Regions from separate parts of the Mus musculus genome. Here region 1 is linked to region 2. A link is a contact called in public Hi-C data. All regions are on one chromosome and are shown on one strand. The core of a region is the stretch at or near the end of the contact, and the rest is flanking DNA. Distances in the headings are between cores, read along the strand shown. Region 1 has its middle 170 kb from the start of Mir21c. Region 2 has its middle 200 kb from the start of Gm32590.

The links. A called contact is a pair of places that touch in the nucleus more often than the background predicts.
Region 1: a contact with region 2 is called in a Hi-C map of the N1E-115 cell line, with 4 times the contacts expected there. The contact joins two enhancer-like sites. A contact is called at or near these places in 4 of 484 Hi-C or Micro-C datasets (the N1E-115 cell line, nephron progenitors, psoas muscle and 1 more).

The regions. Positions count from the first base shown.
Region 1 is chr8:128,104,079-128,109,527 of GRCm38.p6, reverse strand. No RefSeq gene overlaps it. Among named protein-coding and RNA genes, the nearest start is that of Mir21c, 170 kb to the left of the region's middle. Within about 2 kb of position 2,942, at least 2 of the 459 cell types and tissues checked have an H3K27ac peak or open chromatin away from gene starts, as enhancers often do. A contact at or near this core is called in the N1E-115 cell line, where this site is marked.
Region 2 is chr8:128,001,525-128,007,527 of GRCm38.p6, reverse strand. No RefSeq gene overlaps it. Among named protein-coding and RNA genes, the nearest start is that of Gm32590, 200 kb to the right of the region's middle. Within about 2 kb of position 3,562, at least 27 of the 459 cell types and tissues checked have an H3K27ac peak or open chromatin away from gene starts, as enhancers often do. A contact at or near this core is called in the N1E-115 cell line, where this site is marked.

The DNA of each region.
Region 1 (5,449 bases), core at 1,693-4,192, 100 kb before region 2:
AGTACTTAACCTAGAAGGGTAGCAGGCACTTGAGAAAAAGGAATAGGTGACAAGGGTCACAATGTTTGAAAATTGTCCTGATTATGGCTTGATGGGAGTCGGGGTAGCATGAGCTGGGGACCCAGTGTACCCTTGCTTACTTACTAGCATTGGGTAACCATGGCAATCACAGCCTTTGGTCTGAAGGAAAAGGCTTTGTGAGGACAGGGTACAGAAGGGCATGTTTTATCAAGGGAATGGCTTTTTTTAGGATATGGAGGGAAATTATATAACAAGAGAGTTGTGACTCTCAGAGAGTGGGGTGGCAGCCTGCACGCTCTCTCTCCTCTCCTCTCAGACTCCAGTGAGCCTTTTCAGCAGAGTCCAGCAGAGAATGCTCCAGACTCAGAAGAACTTGCTGCAGTTGCTATTGAAGACAGCAGACCCTCCTTGGAGTCTACCTGCTGTTCCAGGCTCGGAAGTGTAAAACAAGATTAATAAAACCCTAATCTCAAGAAAGATAATTATAAACACACACACATATACATACACACACACTTGTTTTGGTCCTTTTTGTTTTTTTGTTTCCTAAGAAGATAAAGCAAATAAACAGCGATTAAAAATATGATTGTGATGGATATCAGTATCTTATGAAAGTAAATAGTATGCTTGCTTTTCTTAAAAGATTTTATTTTTAGTACTCCAGGATGACACTCACTATCTAGCTGAGGATGACTTTGAACTTCTGATCCTCCTGCCTTTACCTCCTTCATGCTGGGATCACAGGTATTTGCCACTATGTGACGTTTACGAAGTGCTGCGGATGAGCCCAGGACTTCATGCACAAGAGGCACTCTACCAAATGAGCAACATCCCTAGCCCAAGCGTTTGCTTCTGTAAAGGTAACTGGTGCTATTGTTGATGCCCTGCTTACATAACAAGCACTGGTTAGTCGGCTGCTAACTTTGAGTTACTGACTTGGGCTGCTGCTGCTGCTGACTTTCACCACAGTGCAATGGAATATGGACCACATATGTGTGCTAAAGCAGAAACCAAACAACAGCTCCTTGGTAATGTCTGAGAATGGGTGAAGAATAACATTGCCAAACCCTGCTGAGGATAATGGCAAGATCAGGTTGATCCCTGACACCTTATTGGCTGCACTGATTTCTAAACCCCATTAAAAATCTGATGGATGTAGGGCATCGAGAAATGATAAAATATGTCGCTCTAGGGGGCTGGAGAGATGGCTCAGCGGTTAAGAGCACTGACTGCTCTTCCGAAGGTTCTGAGTTCAAATCCCAGCAACCACATGGTGGCTTACAACCATCCTTAATGACATCTGACTCCCTCCCCTGGTGTGTCTGAAGACAATGACAGTGTACTTACATATAAAATAAATAATAAAATCTAAAAAAAAAATATGTCGCTCTAATAATTGGTACAAGAGGAAATGCAAAGAGCAAACATTGGGAAATAACTTCTGCCTTCACATGCAGAAACAGAAACACATACTAAAGCAAAGTGGAGGAGCTATTTTATCTGAATTAGCAAAAAAACATAGTATCAAAAAGTCACTGAGAACGGCGTTATTGCTGTATTATTGCTGGCATTATATTATCACTGCCGGGATCCATCTCAACCCTTTTGGGAAAAGCAACTAATGTGACAAACAACAGACAGAGAAACCCAGAGGCTCCATTCTAGAGCCTCTCTCCTGAGAAAATAATTCATAACGCACAAGCATGTAGCCAGGTTTTGTATTGCTTCGCATTATGAATTATTATGAATGTATGAATGAAGAAACAGCAAGATGCAGTCTGCCTGTGGCAATGTATTGCAAAATGTATAGTGTTGGACATTGTACAACAGATTAACATGTGATCACTAAGAAAAGTGAGTGACAAGGAGAAACACGTGATTGAGAATTATAACTGTTAAAATAATACTATGGCTGCCACTATGGAAATCTGAACACAGAGAGGAAGCAAATATGGAGGTAGTTTTGTGGGGAAGATCAGCTTGATTTCCCTGCAATGTATGACCATCATTATGTCTCTGTTTTAATGAAAGAGGATTCACAAATGCAACCTTAAGGTCTCCACCAGATACAATGTGGAGACGCATCCGCTCATAAATTTCAGACATAAATAGTCCCAGGAGTGATGGCTGCACTTCAGGGGATGGGAAATGGCTTTTAAGCCAAGATCTATAACAAGCATGGGGAGTGGTTTCAGGTGGGCTGGAGTAGAAACTGCACACAGAGAAAAGCCATCATTCCTTCCAGGAACCGCATTAGCAGGTCTCTATCACTCAGAGCATCAGACGGCCTCGGGCTTCCCAGAACCACAACATTCGGGTGGAAAAGCATGGAAAACCAAACTAACAGAGCCTGGCTGAAAGGTTTTTAATTAGATTAGAAGGGTCCAGAGTGATCTGGTTTGTGCTTGAAACCTATTCTTTGCCCATTTATTTTCTCACTCAAATACTACCGGTCTTTGTATCTCTGGATTACGTTCAGCCTGGTTTAATTTAACTTGATATTATTTTATTACCTTATTTTATATCATATAAAATGTTGTCCTCTATAAAACTTACAAATGACTTCCTAGGTGTCTGGGAAGGAAGCTGACAGCTCATGTTGCTTATGCTTACCCACATATACCACATATATACTACACAAGTCTTTTTGTTCAAGTTAAGAAAGACAATATATCGGAAAGAGAAGGGAAGCTGGCCCAACTCTTAGGTTGATCCCAAGACTTTCTGAAAGGCAAGAACAGCTGCCTCTAGGACAAGTCAGCCTGGCTTTGTAGAGCTCCAGTGTGCTTGTAAGGACCTCCTACTATGACTCCACATTGCCACAACATACCGAACCTAAATTCTGCTATTTTCTGAAACAGTGGATATTGAAGCCCTCTGGTAGCATTTTATAAGACTTCTGTTCTGGAGAGAGGTTTTCCCAAGTGTTTTTCCCCACCTCCTCTGAGAACCTCAGTTGTTCTGGGTTAATACTCCAAGCCTCCTGCAGGGCTGGTGCCTGGGAGCACAGGTGTGAGGGTCTTGGTAAAGGAAGCCTGCTGTCTCTGAGCTCTGGTATGTTCCTCAACCTGGACCTTTTTCTTTCCAGAGTTTTTCTTTTTCTCCAGTTTCCTTCCTTTTTTGTATTTATTGGCTTATTTTTTTCATACAGTATACTGTGATCATATTTTTCCTTCACTCCTAACTCCTCCCAGGTCCCCCAACCTCCCTATCCATTTAAATTTCTCTCTCTCTCTCTCTCTCTCTCTCTCTCTCTCTCTCTTTCTCTCTCTCTCTCTCTCTCTCTCTCCCTCTCTCCCTCTCTCCCTCTCTCTCCCTCCCTCTCCCTCTCTCTCTCCCTCCCTCCCTCTCTCTCCCTCCCTCCCTCTCTCTCTCCCTCCCTTCCTCTCTCTCCCTCTCTCTCTCTCTCCCTCCCTCCCAAGGAAAGAAAAGAAAAAGGAATGAAAGCAAATAACCAAAGTCAAAAGACAAAAATACCAAAACAAAAGCACACAAAAATCATGGAGTCTATTTTATGTTGGCCAGAGCCACTCCTGAGCAGTATGGCTGACTGACTTTCCTGCTCCCAGCATGTATTGTATTGTAGAGAGCTTCTTGGTAGAGGATTGGTCTTTATACCCACTTCCCCTTTCTTTGCTGGGATTTTTTTCTGGCTTTTGCTGTTTTTAGCCATATAATGGGCACAAAACACACAGGAGTGAACTCATTAGAGGTAATGAAAAATATATTAGAATTGGACTTTAAAATTTCTAATCCTTTCTTCTATACTTTGTCTTCTGACAATCATGTGGAAATCTAGGGAGTTAGAATTCAAAGTATCAGTACTTGGCCTGGGCATGATTCTTCCCACAGAAAAATTGCCTTACTTTGAGGAAGGGCTACTGTAGCATAGTTTCAAAAATGCAAAGATGCAAGGCTTTTTACCTGACACCTTTAATCCCAGGCTGAGACAACAGAAATTACTGTGGGTTAAATACAGTAAGTTCCAGCACAGATAGGCAACTGAGTGAGACTTTGTCTTTAAAAACAATCAGGCAAACAACAACAAAAGCTTAAAAATAAAAATGTATCAGAAGTACAAGACGACCCTTATCCTCATATAGTGAGTTTGAGGCCAATGGGGACTATATGAGACCTGTCTCAAGAAAACTAAAACAACAGGGCAAGCTACATGGCTCAGTAAAGGTACTTGCTGCTAAACCTGGCATGCTGAGTTTGATCTCAAGGACTCAAATAGGGAGTAAAGAAGGACTCTCAGTTTGATCTCTGACCTCTACATTTATGCGTTGGCACACTTCCCTCCCTCCAATACATAAGGGTAGAGAGATTTTAATCTGCCAACATGGCTACTCTAACAAGGAATCAAATCCAAAGCAGAGGCTTGTGTTTTCCAGCTGAAACACAGACATACCACACACCTTTAATCCCTCTGGCTGGAATACAGACACATCTTTAGTACACACCTTTAATCTCTAACACTGAAGGTAAAGTAAGAGGAGAGAGGCAGCCATCTTTGAAAGTGATGTCTAATTGAGGGGCAGACCAAGTAGAGATTCAGAGAAAGATTTAACAAAATGTGTCAGAGAGATGATACACCCAACGCTCATGACAACAGGCAGGAAGGAGAGGCTACTTAAGAGCAGTGTAAGGAAACTGAGCTGAGATCAAGCAATGCAGTTCAGTCAGAGTCAGGTTAGTAAGAGTCAGTTCAAGTCAGTTCAGTTGAGTGCATGTAGTGTGGTTGAATTTGTTCGTGAAGTTCAGTGCAAGTCAACTTGGAGAGGACTTTGAGCCAGAACAGCTAAGTTGAATCAGCCAGCCAGAGTTCAGAAAGAGATAGAAAATGTGAGTTTATTCAACAGTAAGCATCTGAGATGCCAAGTACATCTGGCAACTAAAAGTTACATTTACATATATGTAAATAAGTATAATAAAGAAAATTAAACAACAATGAATAAAATTGCAAAGCTGCTAAGTAAAGGGATACTAGTATAGCTCTCTCCTTGGAGCAAGTCTGGCATTGAGTGAGGACTCAAGTTCTGAGAAACTCAAAGCCTTAAAAATCATTCTGTATCCCATTTCCAGGACAAAGACTACCTTCTAAGATAAGAAATGATTCTACCCATGGGTAACTCTTGTCTGGACCTGATAAACAATGATATTCATTTAAGACTTGCTACCTTGTTTCCTAAAACACAAATTACTTTATAAAGCTCTAAGAAGTTGAAATTTACATATGGTAGAATCAAAGGCTATGTTTTTGGGTGGATTGTAATTTATGTAGGCAGAGAGAAGAGGCAGCTCTGATGAGGAGGTACCTCAGGCAGCTTTTCAATGCTATAACAAATGGCTTGGATAATCAGTTTATAAGAAGATAAGGTTAACCAGGTTCATAATTCCAAAGGTTTCTATCTATGACTGGTTGACC
Region 2 (6,003 bases), core at 2,313-4,812:
CCTTATTAGGGTTTCAATTGCTATGATAAAACACTATGACTTAAAGCAATTTCAGAAGGAAAGGATTTGTTCCAGCTTGCTCTTCCAGATCACAGTCCATCATGAAAGAAAGGGCAAGAAGTCAAGGCAGAAACCTGGAAGCAGGAACTGAAGCAGAAGTCATAGAGGAATGCTGATTTCTAGCTTGCTCTTTCTCAGCTTCCTGTTAGACAAGTCTGAACCACCTTCCCAGGGTTGACACCACCTACAATGGGCTGGACCTTCCAATATCAATCATTAATCAAGAAAATGCTTGACATATTTGCCTATAGGTCAATCTTATTTTCTCAATTAAGAGTCCCTCTTTCCAAATGACTTTCTTCCCAAATGACTCTAGCTCATGTACAGTTGACAAAATACTAACCTAGACACTTGGTTCTTGATCTTAAGCCAGAGCACTTATTATATATAAAAACACCATGATTAAGCAGTTTTACCTTAGTGCTAAAATTAATATCAGGAAAGCAGATACCAGGGAAATTAGTTACAAACACATTATCTCTAGCCGACATTTTTGCTGATTTAGGAGAATTCATACCTTTTGCCCTTTGAATGATGAGCAAATCTTAAGATATTTCCTCGAAATCTGTTTTTGTCACCTATAAAGAGAAAAAAGATAGTTCAGTCTGTAAAGTGTCTGCCCACGGATGTGAGGGTTTGGGTTCCATCCCCAGCACCCCCGTAAAATGCTGATAGTTTGTCATTATAATCCAAAAACTGAATGCAGAGACAGGTGCAACCCTGAGGCTCACTGGCCAGTGAGACTAGCAGATTTAGTGAGCCTCTGGACCCAATGACAGACCCTGACTCAAGAAAACGAAAGATAGACAGTTCCTGAGGAATAATGCCAGCAGTTGACCTCTGGCTTCCATATGCATATGCTCACATGCGTACATACAACCACACCTATGATCACCGTCCTGATCCTATCACTTGGCTTTCATGGAACAAGTCATGGAAAGACATCCCTGTCTTTCTGTCTTTGACTACGAGTTTCCATCTGTCTGAAACATCTCCACTATTACACTAAAGTGACTTCTATAGTTCATTTCCTCCAAAGAAATTCTCAAAGGCAAGAACTCTACGTGGTGTCTCACAGAACAGGTAGATAAACATTACTAGAAAACATACAGCTTTAATGTGTTTTCTTTGGCTTACACAAAGTTAACCAACGAAGATAAAGAGAAACTAATCATTCATTGAAGAGAGTGAGAGCTATGTCGTTCAACAGAAAGAACGGGAGTTAAATCATTGATGAGGGTGGAAAGCTAGTTATTGGATGAATAAAGAGGGAGGCTAACCATATAATGAAATGAGAGGGAGGATAATCATTCAGTGAAGCGAAGGGGAGGCTAACCATCAGTGAAGGGAGAAGGGAGCTAATCACTTGGGGGAGAATAACTGTTTAATGAAGATAGAAGGAGGATAATCACTCAATGAAGTAAATGAGAGGTTAGCCATTCATTAAAGAGAGTAGGAAGTTAACCACTCAATGGAGAGAGAGGAGACAACCATTAACTACAGAGAGAGTCTAACTATTCAATGATGAGAAGGAGAGGCCAACCAGTCAATGAAGAGAAGAAAAATAACCATTGAGTGAAGAAAGAGGGATGTTAACCATTCAGTGAAGGAATGGGAGGCTAACTATTCAATGAAGACTAAGAGAAAGGCTAAGCATTCAATGAAAAGAGGGGGAAGTAACCATTCAACTAACAGAGAGGATTTGTAACCAGTCAATAGAGAGGGAGAGCTCAACCAATCAATGAGAAAGAGGGGAGGCCAACCAATCAAAGTAAGGGGGTTGGTGGGGGGGGGAGCCAATCAATGAATAGAGAGGAAGGCCAAGAATCCAATGAAGAAAAGGGAAAGCTAACCATTAAATGAAAAGAGAATAAAACTACCATTTAATGAAGAGAGGGAGACTACCTGTGATGATATAGACAGGCCTATTATTCGTTCAGTGAAGAAATTGGGAAGCTACCCGTTCATTGAAAATAGGAAAATTAAGTGTTCTATTTTAATCGTTAGATTCTAACCATTAGATTTTAAGTTAGTTACAAGGCACTGGGGGTGTGGCTCAGTAGAAGAGTTCATGCTTAGTGCTTGAGACACATGGAGTTCAGTCACTAGCAATCCCTTCCCACCTTTAAAACCAGTTGTTTTTCATATGCTTATGGGAATTTACATAAACTCATACAAATACATATTCTCTTGCTTCTAGTCTTCCTTTATTATTGTTCTGGCTTCTCACTGGGTCTCAATGGTCTAGATAATTCCATAGGTACAATATTAAAGTTTCCATAGTTCTTTTATTCTTATCCTCATTCTGTCTTTCTCTGTTTCCATTTAAAAATATTTACATATACAAAACAGACATGTAACACCCACAGAATATAGAACTTCATGCCAGCAGCAACAGAATTCATGCCTGAGAGAACCTCATGCAGGGCAATGATCATCACTTAACAGATACACATCATGTAGTCTTTATGTAAGGCATGCCATAATTTCCTTATTGCAGAACTTGATGGTCTTAGGCCCATCTGAAATCTCTAAACCAGTAGGAATACAGCAGTATGAAAGGCTCAGCCTTGCACTAGAAAGATTTTAGGAGTGATCAATATCATCTGTAAGCAGTAGAATTTGAGAAAAAGAAATTATCCTGAAGTGAGTGAGCCTCCCCAGTCTCTAAGAAGAGTCCTCAGAGAACAAATTCTCCCTAAGACTATGGTGACAGTTATTGTCTGCATTCTGTCAATTTACCCTAAAAATCAGAGACCTGCCTGTCTCCATGTCAACAAACAACAGTACACATATGTACACATATATGTGTCTTTACTGTTCATTTCCTCTGGCAGACTCAGACCCTGGTGTCCCACTGTCCCCTATAGCAGTGGTGAAGGGAATGGAACAAACTCCAGGAATTCAGGAAGTCTGGACTTTCCTGTCACCTGTGTCTACTTATTAGAGTTGTCATCAGCAATGTGTTTGGCCTGGCCATTTCCCACAGGTCATTCCTGCTTTAAGATTCTCAGGCCCAGAAAACCGATCCCAGGGCCTTCCCTTCCAGACCATTGTTCATGCCCTCTCATTAGAATCTAATAGCTGGAGTGAGCATCACAGATTATATTATCCAAGTTTATTGTTTATATTTTAAGTGCAAATAAAAATTCTCAGTTCATATTCCATTTCTTCTTCCTAAACCAGGCATGTACATCTGTGGGATTTGGTGAGTATGTCAGCAGACTCTCACAGCCCTTGGAAAGCTCTGCCAAGAACAGCTTTAACAACACAAAACTGGGGTAGGGTGGGAGGGGCTGGGGAATTTGTCCAAAGCCTTGAAATGCTAGCAGAAAATTGATCAAAGCCAAGATGAGTTTCACCCAGCTCTTTTAACGAGCTGCTAATATCGTAGTGGCATTCTTGTCAGGATAATTTGTCACGCATGTCCCTGTGTGGGCTCAAGTCCTTTCATAGTCATCATCCCTAACTAGTGACACAGGCAACTTGTCTGAAACAAACCTCTGAGGATGGGGAAGGCAAGTGTGGGAGGTGAGGGTGAAGCTCAGCCAATGGCTGCTGACAGTCATCTGAGCCCCATCCACCCCCAGATCACACAAACACAACCTCCACCAGCTCTACCTTTGTTCAACACACTACAACATCACTTACATTTGTGTGATTGCCACAGTCATGCCCACTGCCTCAAAGACACTGCCTAGCAGAAAAAAATGTCACCTCTTGAAAAATAATATGTTGTCAACACCAGCTCCAGACCAATAAAACACCATGAAAAGTAGGATTCCTCATTAAAAGAGCAGAATGGTGACCCCTCAACCCGGGCAGAGTGCACTTGGGCACAGTGACAGCTTGTGACCCAAGAGGGCCTAGAGCCCCAGCACTAGCCACAGGCTGTGTGGTTCTCATTAGGAGTTCATCCATCACACCAGGACTCATTCAAGTGGCATTCAGACTATGCCATCTCCTGTCACTAGTGTGCTACAAAGGCCCCTTTCTTTCCCTCTACTTTTAACATAAGGATACCAACAAAACATCTGTTGAGGGTAAAGAAGACAAAAGATGAGACAGAATTCTAGGTGCTGTGGGCATCAAAGATAGAGACAATGGCCATGCCCTGGACTAAGTTAACACTAGGTCTCTTCTGTGTGAGCTACCCAGCCTGAGGAGAGCAAGCATAACCAATTTATATACTATATTATGACTATATACTATACATTATGAAGAAGTTTTACTGGGTTTTAAAGAAATACTCAGTTATTGGGGCTGGTGGTTGGCTCAGTTGCTAAAGTATTTCCTTCATAAGCATAAATGACTGAGTTCAATTCCCAGAACCCACAGAAAAACAAAGACATGTATGGCATGTGCACTTTTAATCCCACTCTATTTCTCTGGGGCTCACTGGTCAGCCTGCCTGGCCTACTTTGGTGATCTCCAAGTCAAAAGGAGACCATGTCTCAGCCCCTAAACAGTAGCAGACAAGGCTAACCTCTGGCCTTCAAATCACCCACACACAGGAACAAGCACCCACAGATACATACATAAGCACACAAATACAGCTTGAAATTTGGAATTATTTTAGGTACAGTGAATGTACTGCCGCAAGCAATACTCATTATGCTCATCTGGGAGATAGAGGCAGAAATAATACAAACCCAATGCTATTCTTGACTACACAGCTGGTTTTAGGCTAGTGTAGACTACCAGAGTCCCTGTCTTTAATGGTAAATGCTTTCACTTGAATATAAACACCTCCAATGGAGCCACAACAGCAGAGCCAATTATGAGTAGCAGGAGAGAAGCAAGAGCCCTTATCATGGCTGAGGTGCATTCTGGGGGTAGTGTCAGGCAGAGCATGTCTTCCCAGTGTTACTTTCCAGAGCAGCTCCATCTTAATTATTTAGACAACGTGCCTGATGGACTCCAGAGACAGAAAGCAGAGCATCCTGTGCTGTGGTCCTCCCATGTCCTCCATTAGGAATGTCTGCTTATCAACCTGCTGTCCCTTCTGCTACTCTTTTGCTTTCTCCTAGTTCCAGCAAGAAAGTTTGCTGTCTGAGAGTTTGCAGCGTCAAAGATCTGTGTATCCCCCACGGTGTACTGAGCAGCAGAGAAAGCAAGTTGAAATTAAGATGGCAAAAAACAAACTGGGAAGCAGAAACTGTCCTCATAGCCTCTCCTGGCTGTGATCCAGAGGTGCCCATTTTGCATATTTTCACAGTAAATTCCCTGAAGTGTACTCTAGCACCACTGGCTTTGTTAGGAAATGACCCCATTTTTCCTTTGAGTTCCGGAGAAGAGAGCCTGAAATGACCCAAGGGAGAATATAACGGTCCCAGGAAGAACATTCAGAGGAATGAGGTTGCTCTGAGCTTAGTTAAATTTCATCTCTTTCATAAAAATTTCGCATTACCTATTACTACCTGAGAATGCCTTTCCAGTTCTCTGAATTCCTCAGACCCTTACCATATATTGCCTGTTCTGATTTTGAACACATATCCCTTCACAGCTGCTGCATGTTTAAGCATCTGCTTCTTCTGCTAAAGGTTCACCTTTATATAATGTGGTTAATGGCCTGCAGTTCTTATACTTTTGGGGACACTGCAGAGCACCCAGAATATTGGGTACAGAACAAGCCAGAAACCCATAGATATTGGTTTAATTATCCTAAGGGAACAAATGATCCAATTATTATCCTCAAGCCAACAATGTTTTACCTGATGAACACTGGACATTAAACAAAGGGAATTTGGGATGAATTCAACCAGGAGAAATTGTTTTAGTCATATCCAAAGAATTGCAAGAGATGTCTATAGATGTACAGCACACAAACAAGAAAGCATAGCTCAGCAAGGTGCTGCTGCTGATGGGATGTTAAGTAGAAGACTCCTAGGTGAGTGGGAGGCTGTGTTGTGATATAGACCTACCTGAATCACTGAGGCATGA